Regions from separate parts of the Bombyx mori genome. Here region 2 is linked to region 1. A link is a contact called in public Hi-C data. All regions are on one chromosome and are shown on one strand. Each heading gives the region's core, a stretch centred on a gene start, on an enhancer-like site or on the middle of the called end of the contact. The rest is flanking DNA. Distances are from core to core; before and after follow the strand shown. Region 1 overlaps InR (insulin receptor). Region 2 holds the start of InR (insulin receptor).

What was found. A called contact is a pair of places that touch in the nucleus more often than the background predicts.
Region 2: a contact with region 1 is called in a Hi-C map of posterior silk gland, with 2.2 times the contacts expected there. The contact joins the promoter of InR here to the enhancer-like site in region 1. A contact is called at or near these places in 7 of 7 Hi-C or Micro-C datasets (middle silk gland, midgut, posterior silk gland and 2 more).

The regions. Positions count from the first base shown.
Region 1 is chr5:13,204,644-13,209,649 of ASM3026992v2, forward strand. The region is part of intron 2 of InR (insulin receptor); the gene reads right to left. Among protein-coding and RNA genes, the nearest start is that of LOC110385885, 36 kb to the left of the region's middle. Within about 2 kb of position 2,403, at least 8 of the 8 cell types and tissues checked have open chromatin away from gene starts, as enhancers often do.
Region 2 is chr5:13,244,958-13,249,963 of ASM3026992v2, forward strand. InR (insulin receptor) reads right to left here and starts at 2,656. Exons shown (of 26, transcript NM_001043546.1): 1 at 2,456-2,656.

The sequences.
Region 1 (5,006 bases), core at 1,153-3,652:
GAGTGGCGCCGTGTCCTCGTCGCAAAAATAGGAACCGACTTGTCGTTGCCGAGTGTCGTGGCATCGATGCTCGGCGACGACGAGTCGTGGAAGGCGATGCTCGACTTCTGCGAGTGCACCATCTCGCAGAAAGAGGCGGCGGGGCGCGTGAGAGACGCACAATCCCGCCGTCGTCGAGCGGGGGCCAGGGAGGCGGATCTCGCCCAAGCCCTGGCCCTCTAAGTGTTTCGGGTCCCCCCTCATATGTCGGTCTGGGGACCGGCGAGGCCCCCCTAAGAAGACGACGTGCAAGCTGCTCTGCACGCGTTTTACGCAAGAGCATCCGGGTGATGGAAGGCCGGCTATCCTCGACCCACGCTGGTTCTGACCCAGCGGGGTATTCCGTAGGATAGCTCACTCTAACCATCTAGGCGGGCTCCGGATAGCCTGCCGACCGAGAGGGCTGGTGGTCGTGGCGCCGACGACCGCCAGTCCGGCGTCCCGAGGGGGAGGGTGATGGGAGAGATGTGCTCCGCACTAAACGCTTCACTTTCCCCCCTTTGCCTTGTCATGAGTTCTGTCTCATGCATGCAGGTTTGGACGTTGGTTGTTGAGCGACAGGAGGTTTTAGTCAGTTCGACTCTGACATACCCCGCCCAGTATCCCCAGAAAAGGGCGGAAGTCCGGCGATTTCCTCCTGACCAAAAAAATAAAAAAAAAGGCTTGGGACACATCAATGTGTCGCGACACGGTATTCGAGAGTCGCTGGCTTAAAGGATAAGATGCCGAATATACCAATTAGCAGTTTCTAATCTCGCGAAAATACAATGGTCAAAATTGCCTAAAATATCGCAGACAAATTATAAATTGTTTTTTTAGAAAATATTATATATACACACTGAACAAGTATTCACGAAGAACTTCCACGAATAACATCGCGTAATCAAAATTAATCTCGCAATATTTATATGAACTTCCGTAAGTAAGACCTTACTTACGTGAGACCTTAGAACTTATATCTCAAGGTGGGTGGCGTATTTACGTTGTGGATGTCTATGGGCTCCAGTAACCACTTAACACCAGGTGGGCTGTGAGCTCGTCCACCCATCTAAACAATAAAAAATAAAAAAGTAATCACCGCCCGGTGAACCGTATTCTAAGCTCGCACTGGTCACCACTAACCTGCCCTTTTCTGCTCTAATATTATATATATTATAGCTCTATAGTAATTGAAATTTCGATCAGGTTCTGATGTTCAGATTCAGGTTCTGATGTTCACTGAGTTGCTTTTGGTATAATATATATATTTTTAGCATATATTCGGTAATAATTACTAGAATCTTAACGTTATTAAATTAGTTTGTTATAAGTAATAGTTAGAAACTAAATAATTGAATTGTACAAGGTTGTTTCTTTATTGCGTAGTTAAGATAAAAGCGTTTCATAGCCGGTTCTATGTGCGATCGAAGTGAAGGTCGCAGTCAAAATACATTAAAATGCACGCATGTACGTTGTGTACAAAAACGTACTAGTCAGCACTTGAACAAGACTTCCTCACAAGAAAAAACATTACTTTTTTCAAACAACTTTATTGCAATAAAATCATACTCGTACAACAAAGAAAACAACACGTTATCTTATTAAATCAATTAGCCTTCATCTTATCAATAAAAAGTACAGATATCTACAAAACATATTAAACCAAATTGATTTACAATAAATGCGTTACGAATACAATAATCTTTCCCTTTAATGTCCACTACGTATTACACATCAGCTGAATGGAACGCAATCATTAATGCGAATTAATTGTAAAGGTTGTACGAGCATGTGAGTGGTGTGTGTGTGAGAGAAAGAGAAAGAGAGACAAGGAGGAACGGCTCTTCGGCACGTAAAACAGAACTTCAGTAAAGTCATTATAGTATGAAGGCAGAGTACACGGCCGCCGGTGCATTGCGATGCAAATGAACTCGCGCCGCAACGCTGACCCACCTCCCACAATCCTCGGTCACTCAGACTAGCAGATATTTATAGCCTGGAATGTTATTGTACAACTCAACGACGTAGAGATGGTATAGTGCATCGATATCGATAAAACTTTATAGTAATTGATCGATTCCCGTGCAATGTTAATAAAAACATGATATTCATTATTATTATTATTTTACTACCGTTACTTCTGAAAACGGCATCATAGCAATACATTTTATTGCTATTGATTGGTTGAAAATCTTACGATCTGCCTAGTCTTTGACATACCGGAAGTTTTAAATACGATAAGTGTAAATGGTCGCTCACTGAATCGAAACCTCAAAACATTTCCTATGTTTTGATCGTGAGCATCGATTATAATTTTATGCCATCACTAGCAACAGAAAGTGCACATGTACCGAGACATAATATTGAACGCGACGAGTCGTGACCCCCCCGCCCTACCGCGCTTACTACGTCTCTACTACAGCCTTCGCTCCACCCGCCCGCACCCTTTACCACCGTACCACGACATCGTACCGCGAAATGATTTAAATCAAAAATTACGCGCGCCGTATCTTCCATTGAAGCGTTTTAACGTAAACAAGTCGATACTATATAACGAAATGTACCTCAGTGACCGAATCTAGGACGCGGTTACGTTTCACTATAATTTCGTAAATTACCTCATTCAGTCGACTCGGTGATTTGAGATTGATAAACGTAAGCGGTGAAAATCATCTGACGGCGGCGGAACGCAGCGTACGACGCAAAACTGCACATGCATGTCGCGTCATGTGCCCAATAAGCACGTTTAAGTACTCGTGTAGCACTCGCGATCGCTGTAGTAAATACGTAGTAGATTGCGGAGCGTTGTAAATGATGAATGGAAGCGCAACATTTAGAGTTTGAGATACGAGTGTGGTCGGAATTTTTTGATTTTGCTCCTCATTTCCATACAACGGTTTTTGTTTGTATCTTTTTCCTCAAGCACCGATGGACGAATGTGATACGAAAAGTTAAAATACTGAAAACGTATTCCAGAAACGCATTTATTTTGATAAAAATTAAAGCAATGCACTCCAATATGTCATTGAAATATTTTGCGGTTACCACAAAAAAATCGTATATCCGGTTCAGATACATATTGGTGTTGACATAAACACAGTTTGATATGACAGACAGAGGTCGTTTTCCTGTTTGTGACCTTGAAAAAATCGTAACAAAAAATTTCAAGAATTGTTTAATGATAATTCATCTTTTTTTTATTTATTGCTTAGATGGGTGGACGAGCTCACTCAATGGCGGATCCAGGGGGGGGTGATGGGGGTCATGACCACCCCCTGAGCTGGTTCCAGGACTTAGATGGACCACTAATTGAATATAATGATTTTATTTATATATTTTGTCACCATACAGATTTTATGTAACTTCATACCTTCAATATTTAATTAATTTAATATAATATAATAACTTTGTATAATTGCAAACGTCTGGGAACGAACGCATCTAAATTTGACTATGTGACCCTCTCCTGGCGCCAAAGCTGGATCCGCCCTTGAGCTCACAGCCCACCTGGTGTTAAGTGGTTACTGGAGCCTATAGATATCTACAACGTAAATATAATTTCTTGAGATATAAGTTCTAGGATCTCAGTGTGGTTACAACGGCTGCCCCACCCTTCAAACCGAAACGCATTACTGCTTCACGACAGAAATAGGCAGAGTGGTGGTACCTTCCCGTGCGGTCACAAGAGGTCCTACCACCAGTTAATCTTCATCAACATTGTACATGTTTACAGTTCAAATGTTGAAGACAAAGCTCAAATGTTGCATTTTATTTGCAAATAACAATTTTAAGCTTATTATTTGACCATGAACTTTCTGAAGCTGGGTCGAATAAATAATAATGACATAAGATTGCATGCATACCTTTTAAATGTAGTCAGAATTAGTATATCTAACGTTGAAACAATCATACGAACCATTTGGCGACCTCCAGACAGAATTAATAAAACAAACAAAATGAAATGAATCTTTATTACAATCTTGTTTTACTCGAAAACGTCTGTCACCCATACAAAACAATTCGTCTCACAGCACGATAAATTATTCAAATCTAAATGTAAAATAAAATTATTATATAAAGGCATAGAATTATCACTACATAGTATAAAACAAAGTCGCTTTCTCTGTCCCTATGTATGCTTAAATCTTTAAAACTACGCAACGGATTTTGATGCAGTTTTTTTAATAGATAGAGTGATTGAAGAGGAAGGTTTATATGTATAATAACATCCATTAAATATTGGAGAAATCAATAATAAATTACAGTTTCCGAAGCGAAGCGAGGGCGGGTCGCTTGTAATGAATACGTAAACTTGGATGGTGCACAATGCAGTTTGGTGTATCTTTATGATCTTAACACAATTGTTTCGCAGCGCATGAGGGTGTTCAAGCGAAGGCCCGCATTCATACGGAGCCAATTCTTGGAAACTGATATTTTGAAGGTACAATGTTTTTTCCTGTTTATATTCGGTTTAAAATTGTCAAATTTCAATGTTTGGAGTGATCTCACGTTGCCGGATACAAGATAAATAATACCATAACAAAACATCTATATATTAATACGTGAAGCAAAAACTTTGTATCCCTTTTTACGAAAATTGCGCGGACAGAGGCGTATGAAATTTTCCACACTTATAGAGAATATAGAGAAGAAGTGCACAATGCTAATATTTTTTTATAATAATGCATAAAAGATACATTAAATCAATAAAGAAAACATTACACACACTACATATCATGTATTTGACGCACACAAGCAAGCATACTATTTATTGTCAAACTTTTGTTCTTGGCGTCTGTTGTCAAATTGAGAATAGATTAAATATTGTTTGTCTTTATTAATATTAATTACTGGTGGTATTAATATAATTAATTAATTAATTTAATTACTGGTGGTAGGACCTCTTGTGAGTCCGCACGGGTAGGTACCACCGCCCCGCCTATTTCTGCCGTGAAGCAGTAATGCGTTTCGGTTTGAAGGGTGGGGCA
Region 2 (5,006 bases), core at 1,406-3,905, 41 kb after region 1:
GGCATGGACATTTTAAGCAGCATATTAAATAGTTTCAACATGACGAAAATACATTCTTTATCATATCTCTGATTGTAATTTACAAAGAGGCTTACCAACCTTAAGAAATAATTCTAGATCCCTTCAATTACTTTTTAAAGGCTAGCATGTCCCTAGTGTAAACAACAAACGCTCTCATAGATCGTAATGTTAGCCATATTACGTATTATTACGTATTATTCTTTTATGTGTAATCCTTTTTGAGCCCGAGCATAGCTATATGAACAAGCGTAGTTAATTATATTCTCTTTGGTCTATCCTTTGATTATAGACTATAAAGGAGAAACCCCATTTTGGGCCTAAGCGTTACACGAATGGGATATGTACCAAAAAATTCGTCTATTTTGCTTGATTAACCTATTGAAATCTTAGCTTCATTGACAATGGCCAAGTGTAGAAAATAAGTTGAATTCAATTTTTTGTTTTAAACAATCTTTGTAAACATCTGCAACACTTATTTCAATATACATACGTAACTAGCTCCACAAACGTGCGGATTAGAATTAGAGCATCCATAAAATAGGATCGATTTAGTGGAAATCGAGTGTAAAAAATAATTAATACTCTTTTGCTTTAGGATAAATGACTGTTTTTATAGGTATTTTAATCAATATAAATAGAGTATGGCCATCGAATCGTGACACAACTACTTACAATGGCGGCAATTCAAAATATCTACAACTGACAACATTAAATATAGCATGAAAGGATAGTTTTGCATTTTTATATTAATGTGACTATGCCCTAAAAAAATACAAATGTATCAAATCGTGTTATGTTATCTTTAATGTTGCCAACTGAAGATATTTTGGATTGCCGCTATTTAGTTGTGCCATGATTCGCCAGATTAAAAACTTAATCTCATTGAATAACGTAACGTAAAGCACCAAAATCTACTAACAAAAATCATTAAAAGAAATAAATAACCGTGCCAATATCACATGAAAAAGTCGATTTGGTACTTTAAGTTTTTCTATGGTGTAGTTACATTAATAATTTTACTGGTGGTAGGATCTCTTGTGAGTCCGCGCCTCCCGCCCGCCTATTTTTCCCGTAAAGCAGTAATGCGTTTCGGTTTGAAGGGCGGGGCAGCCGTTGTAACTATACTGAGACCTTAGAGCTTGTATCTCAAGGTGGTTGGCGCATTTATGTCGTAGATGACTATGGGCTCCAGTAACCACTTAACATCAGGTGGGCTGTGAGCTCGTCGATAGGTATCTAAGCAATAAAAAATAAAAATAAAAAAGGCATGAAATAAAATTAAATGAAAGGTGATGAGATAATATGGGAGCACGTAATGATTTATATTTTATATAAAAAAGTTATCATATAAATATAGTTTTTCATATAAAAAAGTTTTCATTAAAATTAAAATAAGACTGACCCAAAGGTCTTAGTTACCAGGCCATAAAATCCCTTAAAAAAATCATTTCGTGCGCAGCGCGTTTCGCATTACGTTGTTTTTAATTTTTGGCTTTCGTTCGTTTTCGTAAACAACCTAACACGCGATTTCTCGTAACAGGTTCCATTTTTATTTTAAAGCAACCTGTTGCTGCAACAGGTTTCGTAAAAAATTACTCATCTTTAGTAGGAAACAGCCTCAAAAATATCGTTTTTATTAAAATATCTCGAACAATAAACATAACCTAAAATGTAAACATTGTCTGATTTTACCAATTTGGCCATTGCTGGGAGACCTGAAAATTGGGCTCATGAAACCTTCTTAGGTATTGTAACTTATGCCCAAATTCTAGCACTGTAACGCCAGGCCCAAGTTTGTATGGATTTCGGGTTTGTCCTTTAGTTCCTATTTCGTTTTACTTTAATATGTATTTCGATAATCGCGAAACAAGAAATCTCCTTGATTCAGACAATGTGAGTATCATTAACTATTCACATTTTAGAATTAACATTTTCAAAATAATTATAAATATAGATTTTCAAAATTCTGCCCTAAAATCACGATAAAAATACTTGAAAGTTATATGCATGTATATATCATCCTTGACCCTTCAATAATGATGCTGGGCGCCACTGAAATTATGGTTTATCATACTAATAATTTAATTACCAGATTTTTTAATAACTTGGCATTTATATGTTAAAAACAAAATATGTGTACTATTATTACCTATATAGAATACAAATGCTAAATTGAGCGAGTGTCGTGGAAGACGATACAAGCGTGCGCAACCCACCCGTCTGCGCCGCGTCGCGTCGCGTTGTTGCGGAGAAGGGCACACAGAGTTGTTTACACCACAGCTCATAGTTCATACCACGTGGTAAGCTATGAACATACATGCCGTCACGTGGGCAACCATAACACAATAAGTATCTAGAGGCGTAAGCACAGGTTCTTAACATTTTCATTCTAATCATTATAGAGTTGAATACTATTATGAAGTGATACACTTACCTGAGCTCGACGCCTATTGAGGCTGAATTATTATCCCGATCCACTATTTGAGAGTAATCGGTCAGTTACGCAAATATATCACAATGTTTCAATCACACACTGTTCCTTCCACAACACAGACTGTTAAAACAATAACAACACAATTGTAAACACGCGATAGAGAGCGGGCAACACACAAACCAGTTGCCACGAACGAAGCGCGCGAACGACTGGGGACTTGGGGACTGGGGAAGCGGAGAGCTCGCGTCCGCGGTACCTCTTCTACACTATCTACACTACCGGCCCGCGCGGCCGTGCCGTCGACCCAGTCGAGGAATGCAGCTCGCCCATTCTCGTGTACTTACTTTTTTTAGTCTATCCTGTTGTAGGACAGATGGATCTTGCCCGCTGCCGCGCTTGGCTTTGGGATGTTAAAGAGTAGACAGTAAGCTTTACTTAACTAACTATAGATGTGGTCAATGTGACATTCACGAAAAGGTTACCACTATTTACTTCCAAAGTTATTCATCTTTATTATCAAACAAGTTAAACTTGTAAAGAAGATAACTAATAAAATATATTAGCAAATCCAGCATATTTCGTGTCTTCCTTAACTGATGCCAGCAGCGTATCTTCTTTTTGATTAGTTTATTATTTCGTATTTCCTGTAACGAAAAATTCTGTGCTACACATGTACTTGAGGGAAAAAAATTAATTTCTAGATTAATAACTTGATAGGCTAGACAACAGATTAATAATAAGATATAATTTAGCCTTCAATGTATTGTAAACTGAGACTTAAGTCATGTCTTAAGGTGGGTAGCGGTATTTACATCGTTGATGACTATAATATCCGGTAACCACTTATCACCTGGTGGATCTTGAGCTCGTCCACCTGTCTAAGTAATAAAAATTAAAACTACACAATTCTTATTATACACAATCTTCAAATCTGTAAGCAAGGATAATAATCATCTCAAATAGTGTTGGCAATGCACAATACAAGCGTAGGCAGAAACATTCAATTTTTTTATTATTAAAATTAAAATGTTCGATAAGCAGGAAAATATCTACTTATGGATTTGCTTTCGCAAGCTGTAGAGTAGCGTAGGTATCTAGGGTAGTTACACAAGATGTCTTTATTGTAGTACTTGTGGGATACCTTGTTTAAGAAACGTTTCAATGATCTCAAATTATATAATAATGTGTAAAAATGAGTAGGTATCGTGTTATGTTGTTGACTTTTACATTATAAAATTATTATGTTATCAAAAATGTTTTATTGAACAGTCAAAGTTCAACGGAACTCTATTTGAATTTTATCGTTAATTGACACTTCCAAAATAAAATGGCGTTTTTATTTTATATTGGAAACATTTTGGTAAAGTATTTAATTTATTCAATTAAAATTGTCTAAAGGTAGTGGCTTACGCGAATTTTAATCATGCGTCAACTACAATAATAGGTTGCAGAAGCACAATATCATGGGAGACGTGTGTAACGTGTTACTCAACCGTGTAAATATTTTCCACATGCTTGTCGGTATTAGGTCACAATACTTAAGTTTCCCCAACATTGATACAGGTGCTTAATTTGACCTTTTAGTTATAGCGACACCGTTTCGATTGACATAACATGTATTCTAGGCATGTTCTTAAAAAAATCATCAGGTTGTAACGCATTTATTTGCGAACGGGCGCCATTCCGCGGCTTATCAACTGCGCCATTGAAAAACAACGTTTACGCAAGCAGTATTTATCAATGAAAGTGTGTTCATTCTGTTATCGTCCACAGCCATGTCTCTATTAGATGGGACAGCTCAGGTCCTTTGCCTACCATAAAATAAACTGTCTAATCTATAACGTGTAACGGACTTAACTCCATTTCATTGTGATATTTAATTTCCCTAGGGAATCGCTTGATCCGTAGCGTATTTTTTATTTTATTTTATTGCCCTTGTAGGCAGACGAGCATACGGCCCACCTGATGGTGAGTGGTTACCGTCGCTCATGGACTTCAGCAATGCCAGGGTTAGAGCCAAGCCGCTGCCTACAAAGCCAAGCCGCTGCCTACAGCCAAGCCGCTGCCTACAAATCTAAGGAAGATTAATTTGAAGATTACTTTGTGCGTTATAAGCACTATTCATATCCCCTTAAAATCAATAACAATTTGTTTAAATCAAACTATTGCGATACACGAGCTTATTATTAATCAATGAGGTTTTAGTGTTAAAATCGGCGGGATGACGCCTTCGTCGAATTATTGGGTTTGAATAACAACTTTCCTTAGATCGCTAATTTCTATTTCCAGCTTTGTAGAGCCACATTTTTTAGTAACACTAGAGCTGGAACTTAATAGCTAACTAAGCTTTGAAACTAAAATAATGTGTTTTCGGGCTTTAACTAGTCCTTGCTAGGTCGGATTAAATTTGATCAGCCAAAGGGTAGGAAATCAAACAGTGAATGAACGGGCAAGAAAAGGCTCAAACATTGAAGAGGTAGGTCCTGAATCGATAGTAACTTTGCCTGGCTGCACAAATTGATTAAGTAGCATACAACGACGCAACTTTCGG